2 separate regions of the Mus musculus genome follow, and region 2 is linked to region 1. The links are chromatin contacts, called in public promoter capture Hi-C maps. All regions are on one chromosome and are shown on one strand. The core of a region is the stretch at or near the end of the contact, and the rest is flanking DNA. Distances in the headings are between cores, read along the strand shown. Region 1 holds the start of BC049987 (cDNA sequence BC049987). Region 2 overlaps Kmt2a (lysine (K)-specific methyltransferase 2A).

Region 1 (5,095 bases), core at 1,513-4,012:
TCCCGAGTCATGCCAAAAGCTCCTGGGGACAATGCCACAAATCACTTTATCTTTATAAGCCATAAAAGCCCACGCTAAGCAACAAAGGCAGTCTTATCCCATGAGAAGTGCCAAGGGCTGAGAGACAACTTGCCATGAACCCAGGAGGAAGACCAGATTCCTCAGCACACAGCAAAAAAATGGTGCCGCACAGGTGGCCACGTCGCCAAGTCCCAGAGCCACCTGAGGGAACAGGGTTAAGATATCAGAGTATGCTGCCTGATGGAACTTGGAGCACGCTGGCTATCCTAGGCTAACGCTGACATTTGTGATGGGGACAATAGGCCACCCAATGTCAGCTTAATCTTTGGAGACCTACAGGGGTCTCTGTGAAGGATCTCAAGAAACTCAACATGAAGACTCAGGGGTGACTCCTGGTTGGTACTTTCTGGGCACATCTTCTGGAAGAAGACTGCTGGAAGTTTGAGTTTCTTCTCTCCTGGACTCTACCCTAATACATCTGTGCCTTCAGTGGCTGTTTGGGTTTTTGTTGTTGTTTTTGAGACAGGGACTCTGTGTAGCTCTAGCTGTCCTGTAACTCTCTTTGTAGAGAGTCTACAAGCACACGTGTGACTGTCCAAGTGGACTACTGACATGCTCTCAGGGACAAACAGCGGCACTCATGGTAGGCACTCTGCAAATAGCCCAACAGGACACAAGAGACTGGATGGAAGAGCCACTCTGTGTCCTGCCTACTGGTGAACAAATAAGTCCTGAGGATTATTCCAGATCCTTCCATACTGCACACCTGGGCATCAGTGAGTAAGTCACAGCTCAGTCTTCATGCATCCCTAATCGGCTCCTCAGCCCCACCCCCCAGCCCCAGCCCAGTCCTGCCAAGTCCGCAGGGCTTGGTCTCCTTTCCTTAGAGCTATCTCCACCTCATAGCCTGGTTCTGCTTCTTTCCAGGCCACATGGGACTTTGTGACCCTTGGAGGACACCTCAGAGCCTTTGCCCTGCTCCCTACTTCTGTTTCAAGATGGCTCCTTCCACGTTCCATCGGCCCATTGCATCCTCTGAGACACCCCCTTCTGCTTCCTCCTTGCTTACTTAGCTCCTACCTTCTCTTTGTTCTTCACCATCCTAGGCCTTGTTTTTACCCTTCTTGCAAGAACTGGTGGAGGGAGGGTTCCATGAGTCCGAGTGGAAGAGAGAATGACAGTTCCAGACCCAGGAAGTAGAGTGACCCCCCCCCATCTTTGTATTTGCTGGTAGAAGCTGAGGCTCAGAAGAAAGGATTGACTTGCCCTGGGACACAGAAAGAGCAGCAAGGTAGGCTGAACTTATGTGTAAGTTCTTGACAGGACCTAGACTCCCCTCACGCTAAGCTAGGCAAGCTTTGCTAGAACAGTGAAGAGAACAGCCCTGCTTGGTCCAAGGAGCTGCTTGGCTGGTGAGCTCTGGTCAGCAGCACGGAGGGCAGACATTGGTCAACAGCTCTGGAATTATACATAGGCCTGCCTCAAAGTTCCACCTCGTTCCAACACAGTGAGTTTGGTGTCAGGTTTTGGTCCTTCTACCCCTACAAGCCTGGTTTCTTCCTTCTTTATCCTCTGAGAGGCTGGTCCTCAGAGGGTAAGCTCTCATCCCAGCCTTCCACCCTTGTCTTCCCCCACACACACAGCTTCTCCACCTCCCTACCTCTCACAGGGTGGTGGCAGGGCCTCCTGGGACCTAAGTCCCAGCCCCAGCAGAAGCAGCAGGTGCAGCTCCCAGGTCATCCTGGGCACGGTGCCTAGAACGGAATGAGCAAACCCTGGCACCTCTGGCTTGCTGAACACGGCCTGCCTCACTTGCCTACCCAGGTCAGCCAAAGTCCAGGCTATGAGGTGTGGCCACCTGAGGGGGGAGATGTGTGTTTCAACTTCTTGTGGACTGCTTACCACTTCTGCCCTCCAGCTACAGTGCTCACTACCCCATCAGCCACTTTCTTCCATTTCTCAATTCTAACTGGTATTACATGCTCAGGGACTTTGCTCAGAGTTATATGGGTGGGCACCCAAGGGCCAGGGCCACAACTGAGGTCACCCAAGTATGATTTAGACACTGAGTCTGTGTGTGGCTCCCTAGTCTCTAATGCCAGAAGGGACCATTTCTTTATCACTTAAAACAGAATGGCTCAAGTCTTCTCCAAAGCTTTATCAAACTCCCTGTTATCTACAGGAGACCCTGTGAGGACACAGGACAACCTCTCGGGGATGGATCAGGAAGCCCCACCATAAGATGATGTCTGCACTGAGTCCTGAGGAATAGTCAGGAGGCCATGCCATCACATGAGACATCCAGAGACTTGGTGCAAAAGTTGTGTGACAGGCTGGAGGGACATTTTGGCACCAGTTAGTGAAGAGGTTTTGCCAAGGAGCTGGTGAAATGGCTCAGAGGTTAAGAACATTTGCTGTGAAGAGGTCAGCTCAGGAACTTTGACAAATTCCACCAGACCCCTCCCCTCCTGGAAGAGAAAGTTCATAGAGCACACAGGCACCCCATTCCTCAGACCACAGCAGGGACTAACCACTGACCACCTGCAGATAAGGGAAGCCCAGAGTACAAAGACAGACCATTGGCTGCCCCCACAGACAAGGAAAGCCCTTGCCACCCCATTCCCTAAGGACCAATCAGTTTAAAAGTCACACTGTTCTACCAATCACGTTGTGCCTAGTGGCTGTTGCTCTATTCTACCTCTGAAAGCTGTATAAAAACTGGCCAAACGGGCTGCCCAAGGTTGCTGCCTTTCCTTCAGGTGCAGGAAGACCCCAGTGTACTGGAACAATAAATTCCTCTTGCTTTTGCATCGATCCCTAGCTCCAAGTTGTTCACTGTGGCAGGGGTAGGGGTCCCAGGTAAGCTAAGGCTCGTTAGAGTCTTACATTTGGTGCATGGGCTGGGAATTCGACCTCCTGTGAGGACACACCAGAGAGCCGTGAATCAGAGGTCTCGAGCAGGTACCAAGGTTCTTTCTTGTTTGCCTTGCTGTTTGTCAAAGTCTGAGTCTGTAAGTCTGTTTGAACTTTTGGTTTGCTTGCAAGTGTCGGGGGCTTGGAGAGTTTATGGTATCTGGGGTGGTTAAGTGCAGCTGACAGACGTGCCTTAACATTGAGACTGCTGGGAATTTGGGGGATACTCCAGAGACCCTGAAGGGAACTGGGAGGGCTCCACTCCTTCTGGAAACAGCAAGACAGTATTGGCAGGAGCTGAGTCTTCCTATAATCTGGCTCCTGCTGTACTGGCAGGGACGCCTGGTTTGTCTTGGTGAGGCTGGAGCCAGCCAAGCAACTCTGCTCTGCGTCCATGGAAGGGACGAACTGTCTGTAACTGTGACCATGAAAGGGATGAACTGTGTGTTGATTGTCTTTCTCTGTGTTTGTTGGTGTTGGTTACCTCATTCTATGTTCTTGGACTTGGACTGACGACATCTTTGGACATTGGACAGACCGAATCTACCTTGTTAAACATTCTAGTTAATCACTGGAGGGAAGTTAGGAAAAGAAGAGAAGAGCAAGTTTAACTGACTCTGTTCTCAGAATGGCCCACTTTTGGAGTAAGGGGGCCACCTGTAGGGACCTTCAACTTGCAGGTGATCAAAGCAGTAGAGGAAAAAGTCTTTAGGCCAGGATCCCTGCTGCACCCAGACCAAGTGTCCTGGAAGAATCTCGTGGAGAACCCACCCCCCTTCCCCTCCCCACCGATAAAAGCCTTTCTTTCCCCAAGACCCACCTCACAGGTTCTGACTGTCGGGAAGAAAGAAGCACGGGAGGAGGGATCCGGGCCTGAGAGAAGTCAATCCTCCAAGACCCTTCGCCAGCGGATCTGTTGCTCCAAGACCCTCCTCCTCCATATCACCCTTCCCTTTCCCCCATGGCCCTGCCGGTGCTGGCTCCAGCTCTGGAATCCTCAGCCCATATAGGACCAGGGCCATTGTATCCCACTTTACCGGAGGAATGAACAGGAGGAGAACCCCAACTTCCCGGTCCTGCCATGGGGACCCAAAGTCTGAGAGCCACCTCCCCTGATACCACGGTGGCTCTCTTGCTGGGGACATATGGGCCTCTGGAAAAGGGCAATCAGGCTATGCAATATTGGCCCTTCTCTTTGGCTGACTTGTACAACTGGAAGGCCCAACCCCCCCCCCTTTCCCAAGGGGCAGATTAATGTCTTTGAGACTGTTTTATTTACTCATCAGCCCACCTAGGTGATATCCAACAACTCACGAGAGTACTCTTCATGACCGAAGAGAGAGAAGATAATGCAGGAAGCTAGAAAGACATGGGGGCACCATCGATTGACCAGGTTGTTGTCGACAGCGGGCTTTCTCTGACTAGACCTGAGTAGGACTTGTCTTAGTCAGGGTTTCTACTCCTGCACAAACATCATGACCATGTTTTGGGGAAGCAAGCCATTAAAGAACATCCCTCCATGGCCGCCTCTGCATCAGCTCCTGTTTTCTGACCTGCTTGAGTTCCAGTCCTGACTTCCTTCAGTGATGAACAGCAGTATGGAAGTGTAAGCCGAATAAACCCTTTCCTCCCCAACTTGCTTCTTGGTCATGCATGATGTTTGTGCAGGAATAGAAACCCTGACTAAGACAGGACTTTAATATGACAAAGGTAAGGGGCACCTGAAGGTCCACTACCAGACTCCATTGGCAGGTCTCAAGGGGGCCGCACAACGACCCACAAATTTGACCAAGGTACGTGAGGTTAAGCAGGGACCAGATGAGTTGCTCACAGTGTTTCTAGAGCGGCTCATGGAGGCATTGCGCCAATATGCACCCTATGACCCCAACAGCAAGGAGCATAAAGCTACTGTGACAGTGGCTTTTATAGACCAGGCTAGTAGAGATATCAGAGAAAGGCTTCAGAGGCTAGAGGGATGACAGGATAAGCCATTGAGGGATTTAGTGCAGGTTGCTGAGAAAGTCTACCATTACAGGGAGACAGAGGAGGAGAAGGAGCAGAGAAAGAGAAAGACAGAAAAATGACAGGGAAGGAATCTACAGAGAATCTTGACTACAGTAGTTAGGGAAAGTAGAGAAGAGAGATGCCAACCAAAGAGAAA
Region 2 (5,095 bases), core at 1,808-4,307, 140 kb before region 1:
CAATGACAGCAGCATCTAGTATCTGTGTGCTCCCCTCTTCTCAGACTGCAGGCATGACAGCTGCATCCCCTCCTGGGGAGGCCGAAGAACACTATAAGCTACAGCGAGGAAACCAGCTCCTAGCTGGCAAAACCGGTACCCTGACTTCACAGCGGGACCGGGATCCCGATTCTGCTCCGGGGACCCAGCCGTCCAACTTCACCCAGACAGCAGAAGCTCCTAACGGTGTGAGGCTGGAGCAAAACAAGACTTTACCCTCAGCTAAGCCAGCCAGCTCCGCCTCTCCAGGGAGCTCCCCATCCTCTGGACAGCAGTCAGGAAGTTCCTCAGTGCCAGGTCCCACTAAACCAAAACCAAAAGCCAAACGGATTCAGCTGCCCCTAGACAAGGGGAGCGGCAAGAAGCACAAAGTTTCCCATTTGCGGACCAGTTCTGAAGCACACATTCCACACCGAGACACCGACCCCGCACCCCAGCCCTCAGTGACACGGTAAGTGATGTGCAGCTTAATTCTGCAGCTGTGGGCTTGTGTGCTCTGGGTGTCACGCAGTGGCTCGCAAGGTGCTCTCGTGGTGCTCGAGAATTCTTGTCACTTAGGCTTTCGGTCGTGATCGGCGGTGCTAAGACTAGCTTAGTGCACAGTTTGACGGGAACTGCAGCACTGATTGCCCTTCGCTTTGATGTCAGACACAGTGCTCATCCTTGGACCTGCTTCTGCTCTGCTGTGGTTCAGGGGGTAGAAGTGGGTGAGGGGATGATAGTCCTGTCAGAGGGACGAGGGCTCCTACTGTGGAGTGTCATGGAGCCCTCTCTGTTTTAACAGCTCATTGGAAGTATACCATATATAAAGCATAGAGGACGCTTCCCTTTCCCTGTGCCCCTTACTAGCTTCTGTGACCATAGTTACTGTTGCAGGCTTTTGAACTTTATCTGTCCAATGTGTCTTTGCTGATAGTGGCTTGAAAAGATCCAGTTCTTTCTTGTAGGACTCCTAGAGCGAACAGGGAGCAGCAGGATGCAGCTGGAGTGGAGCAGCCATCGCAGAAGGAGTGTGGGCAGCCGGCAGGGTGAGCTGCAGATGACTGGTTACCACGTGTAGATAGGCTTCCTCCTGAAGCCTACTTGCATTGGGTTTGTTGTCAAGCATGTTCTTGACAGGCATCACATGGTATGGATGTTTTGAATCCCAGAACTGGGGAAGCTTAGGCAGGCTAACCTCTTAGCCACTGAGCCATCTCTCCAGCCCCATAGTTTGATTTTATTCTGCAGATATTTCTATGTGTACTCTTTGTAAACGTGAACGTACTTTTATATTACATGGATGCTTGCATACTCACTGTTTTTGTTTTTGCACTTAATTGGTTTATATAACTCCCTGGGCTGACATGCATGCATGCTGTGTTCCAAGTGTCTCTTTGCTGCTTCTAGTGCTGTTGTATGATCTACATTACGTAGTTGGCTTCATACATATTAGTAGTATGTACTTGGACTGTTTCGGGAGTTATTAAACTGGAAAAAGTGAAAATAGAGGGTATACTGGCTGGTGCAGCTGAGCTGTGTTCTCAGTTAAGCCACCTAACTTAAATTGTATAGCACTGAGAAGTGGCTTTGTAGTTTTTCTACTGTAAGATCAGGAGGAGAATTTCAGCGATAGAGTCCACAGACGCAATCAGCTACTTTTTGCCAACATTTGGGAAGAAATTTCATAAAGGATGGTCTTAAGGCTGGAGAAATGGCAAAGTAATTAGGATGCTTCCAGTTCTAACAGGATCAATCTAGTTACATCTCCAGCTAACAGATCTAACGATCCGTGCTCGGATCTAGTGCATCCCCAGCTGCTGTGGGCACCCACACAGTCACAGGACACCTACACACACTAAACATTTAAAAATCCGCTGATTCCTGAATCTCACAGTGGAAGGAACTGTTCAACACCTGGGCATACATACACCCCAATAATAAATAACAAACTTTAAAGTGCTTTATGCTTATGTTCTTGGTAGTTGTTTTAAATAACTGATGGGGTATATGGCAGATTATGAACAGTTGTTTTTATCTTCGAGTTGAAAAACAGCTGGCCTTGCCTCTCACGTCTGGTTGTATTTTCATTCAGACCAGTGGCTGCTCTTCCAGAGGTCCAGGCAACACAGAATCCAGCCAATGAGCAAGAAAATGCAGGTATGTGGTTGATTAATAGGTTATAGTAGAGAACTCTAAAGCCAGAAGAACTATGTAAAAATCATGTGCGCTGAGCATGGCGGTGCACACTTGTAACCCCAGCACTTGGAAAGCTAAGACAGAATTGCGAGTTCAAGGTGAGACTGAGTTGCATAGTGGCTTGAGGGCAGCCTGTGCTACATGACATAGTAGGCTCGAGGGCATACTGTGCTACACCACAGCCTAAACCACAGAGAATCGCCTGCATTAACTCCTGATAGTCTAGATGGGAGAAAAGCAGACTCAGTCTCAAGAGCTGAGCTGTGATGTGCAGTCATAGGGTCCCAGCGGTCTTCAGTTGTGTGTGTGTCATTGTCAAGGTCAGATCTTCTTGCTAAACTAAATTTAAGGACTGTGACATTTTAGGTAGCTGGTGATAACATTTAGTTGTCTTTGGAGGTGTTTCTTATATCTGATGGCACCTCGGGGTAAATTCCCTTCTGGAAACCGTAGCACTCTCTTAGGTGTTTGGGATTTGATTCTAGACCCACATGCACCCACAGCTCTGCATGTGTGGCCTGGTGTAGTTTGGCCACTTTACAATTAGTATAGTACCCACAGAACCTGAGCACGTGGCTCAGGAGACAGAGGCAAGAAGGTTGGCACGAGTTTGAAGCCAACCTGGGCTATACTACATAGTAAAGTCCAAGCCAACCTTGACCTCAGAATGAGCTCTTGTCTTAGGAAAGCAAACAGATTGACTAAATAAATGATCTTCAAACATGACTTCCCAGAAGAGAAAGGCTTAGGCTTGGGATTTGGGCTGTTACTGTACCCTGCTGCCTGGCCAGTTCCTCAAGCCCAAGGCCTCATTGCAGGCAGGCATGGTAGCTGAGTAGTCTCCAGAATCAGTTAGGTTCAAACCTCATGTTTACTTTGCTGTGTGGGTAAACATGGCTTTTACTTGGCCTGCTTCAGTTTCCCCATGTTTTGTTCACGTATTTATTCACTCACTCATTGCTTTGAATGAGGTCTCACTGTCTTGTCCTCGTTGACCTAGAACTTTAGGGTAGCCCAGGCTAGCAGTGACCATCCTCCCTCGGCCTCAGAATAGTAGGGTTACAGGCAGGCATCACCATACCTGGCTCGGTTCTCTTACCTTTAAAAGGGAGTCCAGCTGGGCTTGGTATAGCTGCAGTACTTGGGAAGCAGAGACAGGCAGCATAGCCTTCACAGCAAGCCATGCTGGCTACGGGCTGAGCCATTATCGCAAAAAGAGTCAATAATAACACCTACCTTAGTAGTTGTTAGGATTCCATGAGATACTGTGGGTGAAGTTCTAGAAGAGTATCTGAGGCATAATCAAGCTTCACACATAGGGAAGGGGATTTGTGTTTGCTTTGGTTTGGCTCCTATTAGGAGTAGTTATGTATGGAAAAATGACCACATTGTCATACCAGAAGCTCTGCTACAAAAACGAAGTCTATTAAATGCACCAGTGCACGCGCGCGCACACACACAGAGACACACACACACCATTTTAGTACCCAGGGCAAGTTCTTGAGCCTCAGTGGTCTTACTGGTGAATTGGGATAGCACTGGATACAGCATGTTCTTACAAATGGAGGTGGTGCTTGTAGAGCAAGTCTTTCCCAACCTTCCTAGTGTTGTGACCTTCATGGCTGTGGTCATAGCGGTAGTTTTGCTACTGTTGTGAATAGTAATGCACATATCTGTGTTTTTGCAGTGGTCTTGAGAGCCCTGTGAAAGGGTCCTTTGGGACCCACAGGTTGAGAACTGCTGGTGTAGATCATTCTGCACATAGCACTTGGTGCACACTGGCTTTAGCAAAACCTTTTTTCCATTGTAGAACCTAAAGCAATGGAAGAAGAAGAGAGTGGTTTCAGCTCTCCTCTGATGCTCTGGCTCCAGCAAGAACAAAAGAGGAAAGAAAGCATTACTGAGAGGAAGCCCAAGAAAGGACTCGTTTTTGAAATTTCAAGTGATGATGGCTTTCAGATCTGTGCGGAAAGTATTGAAGGTGAGTGGCTTGTTAGGTCAGCCTTCCATCAGGCCCTGCTGCGGTTCCTCCTGTGCTCAGGAAAAGCTTGCCTTGTTGAAGAACCACGATCATTCTTGACAAGTGCTAAGAGCTGCAGGTTGTGTGGTACACACTGAGAGCTGCTCTCTCAGCTCTTCTCGGTACCTCCTGCGGTGCCATCTCTCTTCTGTGGATTCTCCCACATGCTTTCTGCAGTGCTCCTGGCTGTCTGCTCGATGACTGCCAGCTCCACCTCGTCTGCCTCGTACAGCAGGGAAGCTCTCTGTGCAAATGTTATGGTCTAGTTGCAGCCATGTAGGCCTGAGCTCTCAGGAAAGGCTGTGAGTTCAGTGGGTGAGTTGGGGCTATCCGAAACCTGGGAAGAGGACCAAACAACAGCCATTTAAAGGGGGATCTGGAATTTGGTTTAGCCAGAGAGGAATGCAGGGAGCTTTTCACAAAGAGAATGAAATGGAACAAAGTTAGAAAAACTTTGGTTTTCAGTAGTATTGGATAGAAAATGACTTTGAACAGTGAAAGAAAAGTTGGGAGGTGAATTGGGCACAAGTTGGCAAGAGAGTCTATAGTGACAGCCGATGAGACCTTTGACATAATAAGGAAGCTCCGTGGGAAAAGGAAGGAAGGAAGGGTAGACGGACATGGTAACGACGTAGATATGAGTAGAGATAGAACTTGGACCTGGATGTGGCCTAAGCTGGGTGGTGGTGTCACATGCCTTTAATCCTAGCACTTGCAGGGGCAAGGCAGGTCTCTCTGAGTTTGAGACCAGCTTAGTGTATAGAAAGTTCCAGGAGAAGCAGGGCTTTCCTGTCTCAAAACCCTCTCTCTAAAAAACAAAACAAAACAAAACAAAGGATGTGTGCATCCTAAAAAAAT

What was found. Promoter capture Hi-C pulls out the DNA fragments that hold promoters and counts their contacts.
Region 2: a promoter capture Hi-C map of liver shows a contact between it and region 1, with 2.0 times the contacts expected there. The contact joins the enhancer-like site here to the promoter of BC049987 in region 1. A contact is called at or near these places in 8 of 39 promoter capture datasets (the 3T3-L1 cell line, 3T3-L1-derived adipocytes, the C10 cell line and 4 more), 4 of 484 Hi-C or Micro-C datasets (the CH12 cell line, brown adipocytes and embryonic stem cells), 1 of 115 datasets of contacts at active chromatin or transcription factors (embryonic stem cells) and 3 of 9 other capture datasets (adipose tissue, embryonic stem cells and liver).

What each region holds. Positions count from the first base shown.
Region 1 is chr9:44,669,927-44,675,021 of GRCm38.p6, reverse strand. BC049987 (cDNA sequence BC049987) reads left to right here and starts at 2,762. Exons shown (of 2, transcript NR_165440.1): 1 at 2,762-2,880; 2 at 3,749-4,454. Treh (trehalase (brush-border membrane glycoprotein)) reads right to left here and starts at 1,789. Exons shown (of 15, transcript NM_021481.3): 1 at 1,682-1,789. The coding sequence starts at 1,761.
Region 2 is chr9:44,813,678-44,818,772 of GRCm38.p6, reverse strand. It overlaps Kmt2a (lysine (K)-specific methyltransferase 2A), which reads left to right. Exons shown (of 36, transcript NM_001357549.2): 27 at 1-490; 28 at 987-1,067; 29 at 2,114-2,178; 30 at 4,028-4,198. Among named protein-coding and RNA genes, the nearest start is that of Ttc36, 13 kb to the right of the region's middle. Within about 2 kb of position 3,057, at least 5 of the 459 cell types and tissues checked have an H3K27ac peak or open chromatin away from gene starts, as enhancers often do. A contact at or near this core is called in liver, where this site is marked.